Linked DNA regions of Sus scrofa: regions 1 and 2 are each linked to region 3. A link is a contact called in public Hi-C data. All regions are on one chromosome and are shown on one strand. The core of a region is the stretch at or near the end of the contact, and the rest is flanking DNA. Distances in the headings are between cores, read along the strand shown.

Evidence for each region. Hi-C and Micro-C count contacts between places; a contact is called where the count stands out from the background.
Region 1: a contact with region 3 is called in a Hi-C map of liver, with 4 times the contacts expected there. The contact joins the promoter of CCDC12 here to the promoter of PTPN23 in region 3. A contact is called at or near these places in 1 of 5 promoter capture datasets (liver) and 2 of 47 Hi-C or Micro-C datasets (both in liver).
Region 2: a Hi-C map of liver shows a contact between it and region 3, with 7 times the contacts expected there. The contact joins the enhancer-like site here to the promoter of PTPN23 in region 3. A contact is called at or near these places in 1 of 5 promoter capture datasets (liver), 4 of 47 Hi-C or Micro-C datasets (embryonic fibroblasts, epiblast stem cells, heart right ventricle and 1 more) and 1 of 2 datasets of contacts at active chromatin or transcription factors (skeletal muscle).

The regions. Positions count from the first base shown.
Region 1 is chr13:29,845,330-29,848,984 of Sscrofa11.1, forward strand. CCDC12 (coiled-coil domain-containing protein 12) reads right to left here and starts at 1,354. Exons shown (of 9, transcript XM_005669466.3): 1 at 923-1,354; 2 at 203-367; 3 at 1-104. It overlaps NBEAL2 (neurobeachin-like protein 2), which reads left to right and starts at 2,077. Exons shown (of 55, transcript XM_021068700.1): 1 at 2,077-2,359. The coding sequence starts at 2,309.
Region 2 is chr13:29,876,522-29,880,400 of Sscrofa11.1, forward strand. It overlaps NBEAL2 (neurobeachin-like protein 2), which reads left to right. Exons shown (of 55, transcript XM_021068700.1): 50 at 90-206; 51 at 305-463; 52 at 537-685; 53 at 1,024-1,159; 54 at 1,244-3,879. Among named protein-coding and RNA genes, the nearest start is that of NBEAL2, 31 kb to the left of the region's middle. Within about 2 kb of position 1,945, at least 46 of the 83 cell types and tissues checked have an H3K27ac peak or open chromatin away from gene starts, as enhancers often do. A contact at or near this core is called in embryonic fibroblasts, liver and skeletal muscle, where this site is marked.
Region 3 is chr13:30,189,331-30,193,289 of Sscrofa11.1, forward strand. PTPN23 (tyrosine-protein phosphatase non-receptor type 23) reads left to right here and starts at 1,329. Exons shown (of 25, transcript XM_021068730.1): 1 at 1,329-1,604. The coding sequence starts at 1,521.

The sequences.
Region 1 (3,655 bases), core at 104-2,603, 340 kb before region 3:
TCCCCAGCAACTCGCCTAACTTGCCTCTGGCCGGCAAAGAAGTAGGCTCTAAGGCTCGATTCGTCCAACGCCAATCAATGAGAAAGTGGCAAGTGGAATCAGACCTGAGTGGAGGAGGATAGAGCGCATCGATCACCCTGGTTTTGCCTAAGCGCCAACCACTGCTCACTCCATGCTGAACACTTGGAATGCCCTGACTTACCTTTGTCCACTTGTCTTTATTCTTCAAGGCTTGAAGAAACCTTCCCTGACTCTCCACTCCAACCCCAGCTTAAGAGGTCCTTCTTAAGCTCTCAGTGGCTTCCTGGATGGATCTGTTTATGGGCCCTTGGGCCCCTCTCTGTCCACTCTCAGCTCAAGACAAAGCCTAAGAAGAGGCGGGGTTGGCTGGGGGGCATTTTCCTCTGAGTTCATGGTTGATGCCCTCCCACCCCTAACCCAGGGTCAGACTGCCAAACCTGAGAAAGAGCAAACCCCATCTCCCAACTTGGGTCCAGTGGTTCCCAGGGGACCACGCTGAGTTTAGTTCCTAAGAACTAAGCTGAGAATTAGTTTGGCCTCTGCTGCAGCAGGTGGCCAAGAGGTCCAGTGTTCCCCAGCAGAAGTTGCCAGGGTATTCTTTCCCAAGCTAATTAGCATGCCCCGAGAACCACTTTGCCTGAAGTCAAGATCTTCTGACAGCCTGTCCAGATTCCAGAGCCACACCTCCTCCTACCTGGGAAGAGGAGGCCAAGCTTCCTCCCTTCCCCCCAGTCTACTTGTCTCTCAGCAAGGCTGTTCCCTGCTTGGGACCTTCTCCCCAGTCTGGCAGCAGGTAGACACCCACTCCTTCCTTCCCAATTCCCTTCAGAGGTCACAGAACCCAGTGCCACAGAACCCTGTCCAGCCAGCCCCCATGCACAACCCCCTTGACTTCAGTAACCTGGGCCTTTTGGTTCCAACTCCCCTGCATCAGGTATGCGGGTAGTACCCAATCCGCCGGTAGTAACTGTTCAGGAAATGTCAGCTCAGAAGTAGGATGGGTAGGGCAGGAGAAAAGGCCAAAGTGGAGGAACTGCCCAAGAAGCCAAGAAGACAGAGCAGGTTGGGTATAGGGACTAGGTCTGTCTCTTCTTGGCTACCCAAGGTCTAGAGGGTCCAGACTGGGTCAATTCTTCCAATTGACGGCAACTCTCTGGGTCCCACAAACTTCCTACCAGCCACAGCAAAGGGCCTCACCCTTGCCCAAGACCAGAGTGCCCCCTCACTTCTCAGGGGGGCTGGGGGAGCTGGAGGGATGGGGCGGGGGGGGGGGGGGGAGAAGCCCAGGAGTGATGATGACAGTGGTTCTGGAGGCAGGCGTCTGTCCCTGTCCATGCTGTCATTGGCTGCTTAGGTGGTCCTCATTTGGCCCATCTGGGCCTCAGTTTCTCTGCCTGTAAAACAGAGATATGAGGCACACTTTAACCTCTTGATGTTAAAAGAGGTGAATCAAGTGCTGAGCTGTGGAGTGGAAGGTGTCTCTATCAGAGCATCTAGTAAGGAGGGGACCCAGGTGAGGGAAGACTACCTAAATTTTCCAGGGATCTGCCCCAAAGATGGAGGGTACCGCGCTTCCTTGGAGCTATTTCACACTTGCCCCGCTGTTTTCTGATTCTCCCACCCCTAGCCCCAATCCTCGCTGCACCCCCGCCACATTATCCTGCTCCACTAACAGCAGGAGTAAAAAAAGTGGCACTTCCATATAACAGCGCCTGGCACGTAGTAAGCGCTGCAAGTGGTCATCATGATTGTTATCATTGCTTGTTGAAGGACGCTGCCCATCTGCATGCGGCCTGCAGCCCCTTCCCCCAACCCTGTAAGCCTGTCCCTTTCACGAGTGGTTGCAGGCAGAATGCGTCCCGGTCAGATATAGACCTAGAACAAATCTGGAATCCTTGACTCAACCCTAGTCCAGGAGGCTCTGAGTGGCCCTTTCCAAAGCGCGGTGAGAGCGCGGATTGTGGAGGGCGGGGCTGCTGCGCGCCCTCTGGGGCCGCCCTGACCTCAGGCTCCTCCTCCCGCCGGGCTCCCCCCGCCCCCCTTTGCACGGTCCCGGGAGAGGCGGGGCGGCGGTGGCGGCCGCAGGAGTGCAGGAAGCCGGGCGGCGGCCGGCTGCGAGGAGGAGGAGCGCAGCGGGGGCCAGTACTACTTCCCCCAGTAGTACCGCGCCGCTCCGCCCCGGAGTGACGCCCTCCGCCCATGGGCCTGGCCGAGGGCAACCGGCGGGCGGCGCGGAGGAGGCGGCGGCGGCAGGTAGCGTACAGCAGGGCCGGAGCCGGGCCGGGCTATGGCCGCCTCGGAGCGGCTCTACGAGTTGTGGCTGCTCTACTACGCGCAGGTGAGCCCGCCCCGCCCCGTGTCCGCGGTGTTCCCAGCTCCCCTCGCTCCGTGCCTGCTGCACCTGTGCCCGGCGCCACCTGGACCGCGTAAATGCGCGCGCTCCCGGCGTGCTCGGACTCTGCACACACGTGTGCACCCTTAGCCCGCGGATGCCTCTGGCAATTATACCTGGGGGTCGGCCCACGCGGGTGCGCCCCTCGCTCAAGCCTCTTGGGTCGGGACTGCGCAGCCTCTGTAGTGCGGAAGGAGAGGGGCCTGGACCAAGATGGCAGGGCACTTCCCCCTTTTACAGATGGGGAAACTGAGGCCAGAGAAAAAGAGACGGGCGGGGAGCGTAGTTTGCACTTGGCCTTGCCGCTCCTGTGGGCGCAGCCCAGTTGGTGGTCAGGGCCTGTGAGTCTGAATGGGCTGGGGGTCCAAGCTTGCACGGAAGGCGTCCATACTTCAGTCTGACCTGAGTCAGTTCATCAGATTTCCTGCAGCAAACTATCTTTGGAGAGCTCCTCCCTGACCCAGGCGGCTTTACCCCAACCGGGGGGCGGGGGGGGGTGGTGGCGGTTATGGGGGGTTATGGGGTGGTGGTGGGGGTCTAGCCCAAAGAAAAGTTCCCACCTCAGTTGGTGGGAAATGGCTTGGGGGTGGGGAGGGAGGAGGGTGAGCTAGGAGGGAAGTTTGAAAGGGATGGAAGGAGGCCATTTCCTCCTGAGCTCCCTGTCCTACCTCAGCGACTACTTCAAAGTGTCCTCAGAAGGTGAAGGGAGCAAACTCTGACACAGGTGTCCTGAAACTCTCACACCAGTAGGCCCCCACTTTCCTTCTGCTTCCACAGCAGGGAGGGAACCCAAGGTAACAACCCTTTTGCCTCTTCACCCAACACCAACCTCCCTTGCTGCACCTGCCTGGCATCATGCTCCTGGCTCAGGTGTGCCTTGGGCACAATGGATTATTGTGTACCCTTGATCTCTCACTGGGGGGAAGTTCATGCTCACGTTAACTGGCCCTCTGTTACGAGGCTAGTCTAGCTTAGTCTCCCAGGACTTCAGGCCAGGTCTGGGGCCCCAGGGACCAGGAATCCAGGCCATAAGGGCTATAGCTTTCTGAGCCTGCTCAGGTGGTGAGAGGTCTGGGCATCTGGCAGAAGGCAGTAGTGCATGGAGTAGAGTCCCTCTTTGGTGTCACTCAGGGCACATTCTTTACACCCCTGAGCCTCTGCTTCCCTCTCTGTGAATTTGGTACAATCCTAACCTCCGGTGGCCTGGACTCTGCAGAGGGGTAGCCTATATGGCTGGACCAG
Region 2 (3,879 bases), core at 695-3,194, 310 kb before region 3:
CCTTCACTTTCCTGAGTTTCTGCCTTCTCACTCAGGGGTCAGAGTAGTGGGATACTCCAGTCCTGAGCCAGCCCTGCTGTTCCCCACAGGGTGGTCTCTCAGTGGGGCTGGCATCGAAGCCCGTGCAGGTCCTATATGGGCATGAGGCTGCAGTGAGCTGTGTGGCCATCAGCACTGAACTCGACATGGCAGTGTCTGGATCTGAGGTGTGTGTATGCTTGTGCTCAGGGGAGACTGAGTTTGCTGGGCACTGCCCTTGGAGCCCAGACACTCCTGCCTAGCACCCTAAGCTGCCTTCCCGCAGGATGGAACTGTGATCATCCACACTGTACGCCGCGGCCACTTTGTGGCCACACTGAGGCCCCCAGGAGCTACGTTGCCTGGACCCGTGGCTCACCTGGCACTGGGGTCTGAGGGCCAGATTGTGGTGCAGAGCTCAGCGCGGGAGCGTCTGGGGGCTCAGGTATGGGGAAGGGGCACCCAGCCAAGATAGGAGTAGTTGGGATTCTGTTCTTGCTAACACCTCCTTCCTCCAGGTCACCTACTCCTTGCACCTCTACTCTGTGAATGGGAGGTTGCGAGCTTCACTGACCTTGGGAGAGCAGCCCACAGCCCTCAAAGTGACGGAGGACTTTGTTCTGCTGGGCACAGCCCAGTGTGCCCTGCACATTCTCCACCTGAACAAGTGAGCCCCACTATTTATGGGTTCATGATCCTTCAGGGTGGTGGTCATTGGCAGAGGACACTAGGAGGTACCCCCGTGGATGCACACTCCCTTTATATGTTTGTGGGCACATTCTTCAAGGCCTGGCACCTGTCCTCCCATCCCCCAATGGGAGATCTTGCCCTGGGCCTCCCTTAGCCACACACTTGTGGGAGGTCCCTTTATGTATCCGGATTTTAATCGAGCCATCCTTCAAATGAGGACAGGGAGGTAGATGGGAGAATGAAGAGACATCTTTCTGCTAGATGCAAAGCTGCCTTGCAGTTGTGAGTTTGTGTATATACCCACCCTCCCTCCAGACTGCTGCCGGCCGTGCCTCCCCTGCCCATGAAGGTGCCCATCCGCAGTGTGGCTGTGACCAAGGAACGCAGCCATGTGCTCGTGGGCCTGGAGGACGGCAAGCTTATCGTGGTGGGCGCAGGGCAGCCCTCTGAGGTAAGGAGGAAGGCAGGGTCGGTCCTCGAACCGGTTGAGGAGAGACAGCCATGCCTGAGCCCGGCCTGCTCCTATTTTCACTAGGTGCGTAGCAGCCAGTTCGCGCGGAAGTTGTGGCGTTCCTCCAGGCGCATCTCCCAGGTGTCCTCCGGGGAGACCGAGTACAACCCTGGAGAGGCCCGTTGACAGCCTGACCTGCCCCACTGCTCAGCCCCGCCCCTAGTGGGCTGCGCTCCCGAAGACTCCGTCCCGGAGGGGGAAACTGAGGAGGAGGCGAATCCCAGTCCGCACTCGGGGTGGGCAGGGCCCCACCTCCGCCCAGCTCAGGGATTGGCAGGCGGTGTACTCCAGGAAGCCACGCCCCTCGCTGGCAGAGGGGCTGCCTGGAGTCCCAGTACTGGCCAGAGCGGCCGCACAGCACTTTTTGCACAATCTGGGGCAGGGAACCCAGGCTCCCAAGCCCAAACCCCCAAGCCCCCGTCCCGGCAGATCAAAGGGGCTGGGCTGTGGCCTTAATCCTAAGGGTGGCCCCCCCCCACCCCGCCCCGCTCCCGCCCCCGCTCTCCCATCTCAGCAATAAACGTGAACTAGTTTTGTAGCTGTTCCGCCTCTGAGCATGCATGTGCACGCGCAGCCTGCCCTGGCCACCGTCTGGGGCTCACATGCTCCTGGTCTGAGCACCCACGGTGGCTCGTTCCTTCCCCATCCGCGCTGCCTGTCCTTGAGGACCCCGCCTGCTGTTTCTCTGGTTTGATCTCATTCCAGCTGCGGACTCTGCGCATGTGCGCGTTCCTGGACAGGGCGGGGCAAAACCGCGGGCAGCCCCACCCCCTCAGTGCCCAGCCCCTTTCGGGTCCCAGCCTTCCCGCGATCTGCGCCTCCGCTCTAGTCTCGGGCGGGTCAGAACCTGGCCTTCCCAGGGACTCTACTCCATCTTGGCCGGCCCAAGGCCTGGAGGCCCCATCCCGCCAAGGCTCAACGGATCTTGGGACTAGCGAAGGCGGCCGCCACAGGTCAGGAGTGGGTTAGGGACAGAGCACTGTGTTTTCCTGGACTGAGGAAGCAAAGGGCTCTCTCTCTGTTCCCCACTTCCAGACCCGGGATCCTGTGCCGTCGTCGTGCTAGCATCTGGGTTGGGATGCATGCGGGTAGCCAGGGTAGTGTGGGCATGCAGAGTGTAGCTCTGGGACATGTGTGTCGGGGTGGGTGGTAGAGGCTCCAATCCCACAGCCGGGGGTGGGTCAGGCACAAGGCTTGGCTGTCCTTACAAGCGTAGTCACAGGCTCACCTGCGAGCCAGGATCCAGGGAAGGCCTCTTATGCGGTAAGTGACACAAATGTATATACATCCTTCATGTGGTAAGGGTCACTGCAGCCTCTGCGCCAGACACACTTGCCAACTGTGCATGTGCATTTAGCATAAACATAGGCCCCTGGCCTTGTCCAGGGAAGTGAATTTGGAGTGCCTGGATTGGACCAGGCCAGATGGGGAGTGGTGGATGTTGGGGAGTTGGAGGGTCTTTCCCTGGTCTCATCCCCATCCTTTTTCCAAGCAAGATGCCCTCTTCAGCCCATACAGGGTCTCTCTTCCCTAGGCCTCAGCAGGTTGTAGGTCCCAGATGGATCAGCCCTGTGGGTACAGATGGGTCCTGGGATTGAGTGCTTTTCGGGTATTTGGTTTCCAAGCCCTCCAAACTTCCAGATGAGAAGGACCAAGGTGCCTCCAGGTCCACATACCCTCTGCCCTTGCTGAACCCACATAGGAACTGTCCCATCCAGCCTCTGAACAGGAGGTGAGGGCTGGACACTGACCACTCCAGGGGCTATGCTTGTGCTGAGAACTCCGGGGAGCCCTCCCATCAGCTGCTAAGTCTCTACCTGGCTGTCTTAGATGGGGAAAGGAGTCTCCCTGGTCCTCCTATGCCAACCCTGGACTGAGTCCAGGGGTTTGCCAAGGTCTTTGAGACAGGGTGGTTTTCAATGTGCTCTTCTCCACCCTGAGCTGCATCCTGACCTTCTCCAGCTTAGGCCAGCTGAGGCAAGCAATATCATCTCCACTCCACTTGATGTTGGAGAAAACTGGTCAAGATTGGCGAATGGGAAGATGGGGGATGGGATACCCAGCCATGGAGTGAATCAGAATCAAGTGAGCCAGGAAAGGGGAACAGGCTACCCCAGGGATTTCTGACTTCAGGCCTGAGGAATTCTACTAATGTCCCTATACACAGCCTCTTCTGGACTCACAGAAGTCTCCCATCTCCTTTGCCTGGGCACTGTCCATGACACTCCAACCCCTTCTCTAAGAGATGCAGCCCCTCGGAGCACTGCTGGCTGGTAGAACCATGCCTCACAACTCCAGCCACAGGGAAGACATGGGCCATGTGGGTAAGTACCTCTTGATCCAGATTTTGGACACTGGAAGGATAGAAAGTAGCACAGATGGACAGATCACCCACAAGTCCAGTCACAGGCTCCCCAGCCCCTGTTTCTTGTGCCCTGCCTGCACTGGATTGTGAGGACACTGGCCTGCAGACAGAAGTGAGCAACAGCATTTACTTGCTTTCTGGTTCAGCTTTATTTTGCAAAAATTGACAAGGCCTCCTGTGCACTGAGGCCCCCATGTGGACCAACATGAATCAGTGTGCTCTCGCAGTCCAGACTTGGTGGGGGAGATAGCACATACCATTTAGCGCCATAGGAGACAGAGGAGGTGCACTAGGA
Region 3 (3,959 bases), core at 79-2,578:
GCTGAAAAACACAAAAACAAAAAGAATTAAGTTAACAGGAGGTTATGAGGCCTTAATCCCATATGACTGGTGTCCTTGTAAGAGGAGATTAGGGAGTTCCCGTTGTGGCTCAGTGGTTAACCAATCCGACTAAGAACCATGAGGTTGTGGGTTCAATCCCCGGCCTTGCTCAGTGGGTTGAGGATCCGGCGTTGCCCTGAGCTGTGGTGTAGCTCGCAGACGCGGCTCAGATCCAGTGTTGCTGTGGCTCTGGCGTAGGCCAGCAACTACAGCTCCAACTGGACCCCTAGCCTGGGAACCTCCATATGCCGCAGGAGTGGCCCTAGGCAAGGCAAAAAGACTTAAAGAAAAAAAAAAAAAGGAGATTAGAACATAGACTATGAGAAGACACGGGTAGAAGACATCCATCTACAAACCAAGGAGCAAGGCCTCAGAAGAAACCAACATTGCTGATACCTTGATTTCAGACTTGTGGTCTTATCATCATTTCTCCCACCTATGAGAAGGTGACTCCAAGATAGTCCTCCAGAAACAACTTTTAAGATGCTGGTAAATTTTTCTTTTTCCTTAAAAAAATTTTTATCTTCATGGCCTTGAATTTTCTTTTCTTTTCTTTCTGTTTTTTTTTTTTTTTTTTTTTTTTTTTTTTTTTTGTCTTTTTGCCATTTCTTGGGCAGCTCCTGCGGCATATTGAGGTTCCCGGGCTAGGGGTCGAATCGGAGCTGTAGCTGCCAGCCTATGCTAGAGCCACAGCAAAGGAGGATCCGAGCCGCGTCTGTGACCTACACCACAGCTCACGGCAACGCCGGAACCTTGACCCACTGAGCAAGGGCAGGGGTCGAACCCACAACCTCATGGTTCCTAGTCGGATTCGTTAACCACTGCGCCACGACAGGAACTCCTCTTTTCTTTCTTTCTTCTTCATTTTTTTAAATTTTGGTAAGATGTACCTATCGTAAAGTCTGTCATTTTAACCTTTTTTTTTTTTTTTTTTTTTCTTTTTCGGCCGTACCTGCAGCAGGCAGTTCCCAGGCAGGGGATCAAATCCTAGCTGCACCTGCCACCTACGCAGGGCAGTGCTGGATCCGGACCCTGCGCCGCAGATGGAACTCCTACAGGACTGTTTTTTAATGTCCTTCCCCTGAGTAGAGAACGCTAAGGGCTGTAGCCAGACCTGGCAGGTTTACTTTGCTCTGGAGAAGTAAACCAGTAGGCGCCCTGCCTGGAAGATCAGTGCAGAAAGACTACTACTCCCAGAAACGCTTTCGCCGCTGGCTGGAGATTTTGCCCTCTACGCCCTAGTCTCACGCGGAGGAGATTGAGCATGCGCAACGGAAACTGATCCTGGACGCAAGGCTGCGCGGACGGGGACTGCATCTCCCAGCAGGCCCTGGGGGCTTTTTTTTCATCCCCGCGTGACAAGCGACTTCCGGCGTGGAGGGGCGGTGCGGTGCGCGCGGTTGAGCCCCTGCTGTTAAAGCTAGGGAAGCTGCTGGGTGGCAGGGGGAGCGCCAGCCGCCATGGAGGCCGTTCCCCGCATGCCCATGATCTGGCTGGACCTGAAAGAGGCCGGTGACTTCCACTTTCAGTCAGCCGTGAAGAAGGTGAGTGCGCCTCCCACCCCCCACCCCCCACTTTTCCGGGGTATCTCCGTCGTCCGCCAGCGCGTGACGCCCCCTGCGCGTCCATTCTCTCCCAGGCCCTGTCGCAGGGTCGGGTGAGGCAGGAACGGCCTCCGCTGACTTTCCTTAGCCTGGTCCACCCACGCGAGACCGCAGACCATTTTCTCTTCTCGCCCGCCCGGGGCTAGCTCCCGCTGTCTGGTTGGAACCAGCTTTTCCACTTCTGGCCCAGGGCTATCCACGGTTCCCACCAAGGCACCTCACTTCCTCTGTGTGACGCTCTGGATCTAGTTCTGCCCGCCCCCTTTTCACGCCAGGACTGTCCCACGGAGATCAGTGGGCGTCCCCCTGTGACCGTCTGGGTGGAATGGTTGTGCCCGGCGCTCGGTGCGCAATCAGTCCACGACCCGACTAGGATGAGGATGACCCACTGGAATGCTTGATCTGCGATTGGAGTTTCTCTGACATTTGATGCAATTCTCTTCTGATCTCAGAAGAACTCTAATCTGGATCCCATTTGGACCAAAAGATGCAGTTCCATGTCATCTGGGGGAGGGTTGCTGCTTTTCACGACTGCTCAGAGAGGATAAACAGTGTTGAAGCTCCTGGAGAGACCTTCGCAGTCGTTTGTTGAATCTTCATTTGGAGGGAGGAATCAGGCAGGTTTAGCCTTAATGGAGGGAAGGGAACGCTATGGCGAGATCATGTATGGCCGGTACAAAATGGGGCCAGGTTTGTCGACTGGGAATCAGGTGCTGTCTGAGGCATGTATCTACTGCCTTGGGAAGGACCACTGGTAGCATTGAGAGTAAGAGGGGAAGTGAAAAGTAAAACCAGGAGGCCCTTGGAGTTTGACATCCTTGTGGTTTTAGCACAGCGTCTGCCAAAAGCTAGATGGTGCACCACTCAGGTGCTTGAGAAAAGAAATAGAAGAAAGAAAATTGGTTAAAAAGTAGTTTCCCAAGAAGCTCTCTCTTTCTCTCTTTACACCCCTGCCTTAGTTCAGATACTAACAGTTTGTATTCCTTTGGGTCTATAATTTAATGTCTTTGGGCATCTTTTCCCTCAGTTGTAAGACCAGGAAGTTAGATTAGTTGATCTAAAATTCCAGAATCTTGTTAGCTCTGTCCAAAACTTGGGTCTTTTCTCCATCTGGTCCTTCCTTTTTTTCTTTTTTTGGCTGCCCTGCAGCATTTGGAGTTCCCAGGCCAGGGATCAGATCTGAGCCACGGTTTTGACCAGTGCCATAGCTGTGGCAACGCTGGATCCTTAACCCATTGTGCCAGGTGGGGGATTGAACCTGAGTCCCACTGCTCCAGAGATGCTGTGGATATTGTTACACCACAGCAGAGAGCTCCTCCCTCTGCTCTTTTATACAAGTACAATTGGATGAATTTCTGTAAAAGACAACAAAACTCCTTTGTTTCGTAGTTCATCCGTAACCCATTTAGAGTTCTCTCTGACCTACCCCAGTTCTTTCAGCATTTCTTCAGGGCCCAGTATGTGCTTCTGTGTTCTTCTAATACAAGTATCCCAGATTCTTTTCATAGCCACTTTTGTTCCCTTAATATTCTCTGTATGTTTGGTCTTCTATGCATTTGGTTGTGAAATTCCATCCGGACCAGCTCTCATCTTTGCCCTGTAGGGTGGGGCTGGGGCTTGTTTTTAATGTCTGTTTATTGGTTCTGTTTGTCTTTCAAGGTCCTGTTTAAGCTCTGTCTCATCCATAAGCCTTCTTTCGTCTGGATTAATCTTTCCCTTCTCTGAATCTCTAACTCTTTTTTTTTTTATCTTTTTCTTGGTGACAGTTATGTGCGCCGTTTACCCTCCCCCCCCCCCACACTGAATGGTAAATTTCCTGAGAGACATCTCCATGCAACTCATAATCTAGCAGGGGCCATTCTACATAGTTGGCATGCAGGAAAATGTTTCTCAATTGACCGAATGACAGTTGAGAGGAAATTAAGAGATAGTGGCATAAATTTATGGAAATTCAGTGGATAAAATCTTAGCTCAGGAACTCCTTGGAAATCTTTTTGTTTGAGTTTAGCCTCTGATGCTCTTTTCACTCACAGCTAGCCCTCAAGGTACTACGTGAGCAGTGATTTCCCTGGAAGCCCTGGGCCTCCATGACAGGAGTTGCTCTTGAGCCATTTACTAAGGTGTTATCAGATGCTGATGAAAAAATTCATTTCTTAGACATCAGCTCTTTGATTCCTTATTTTGAGGAAAGGGAAAGGTCCCACTATTTATTTGATAGGTTAAGATTGTGGCATGTATTTACATAAACCCACTGAAAAGGAATAGCAGTCTATGGTGGGTGGGCTGAGCTCTAGA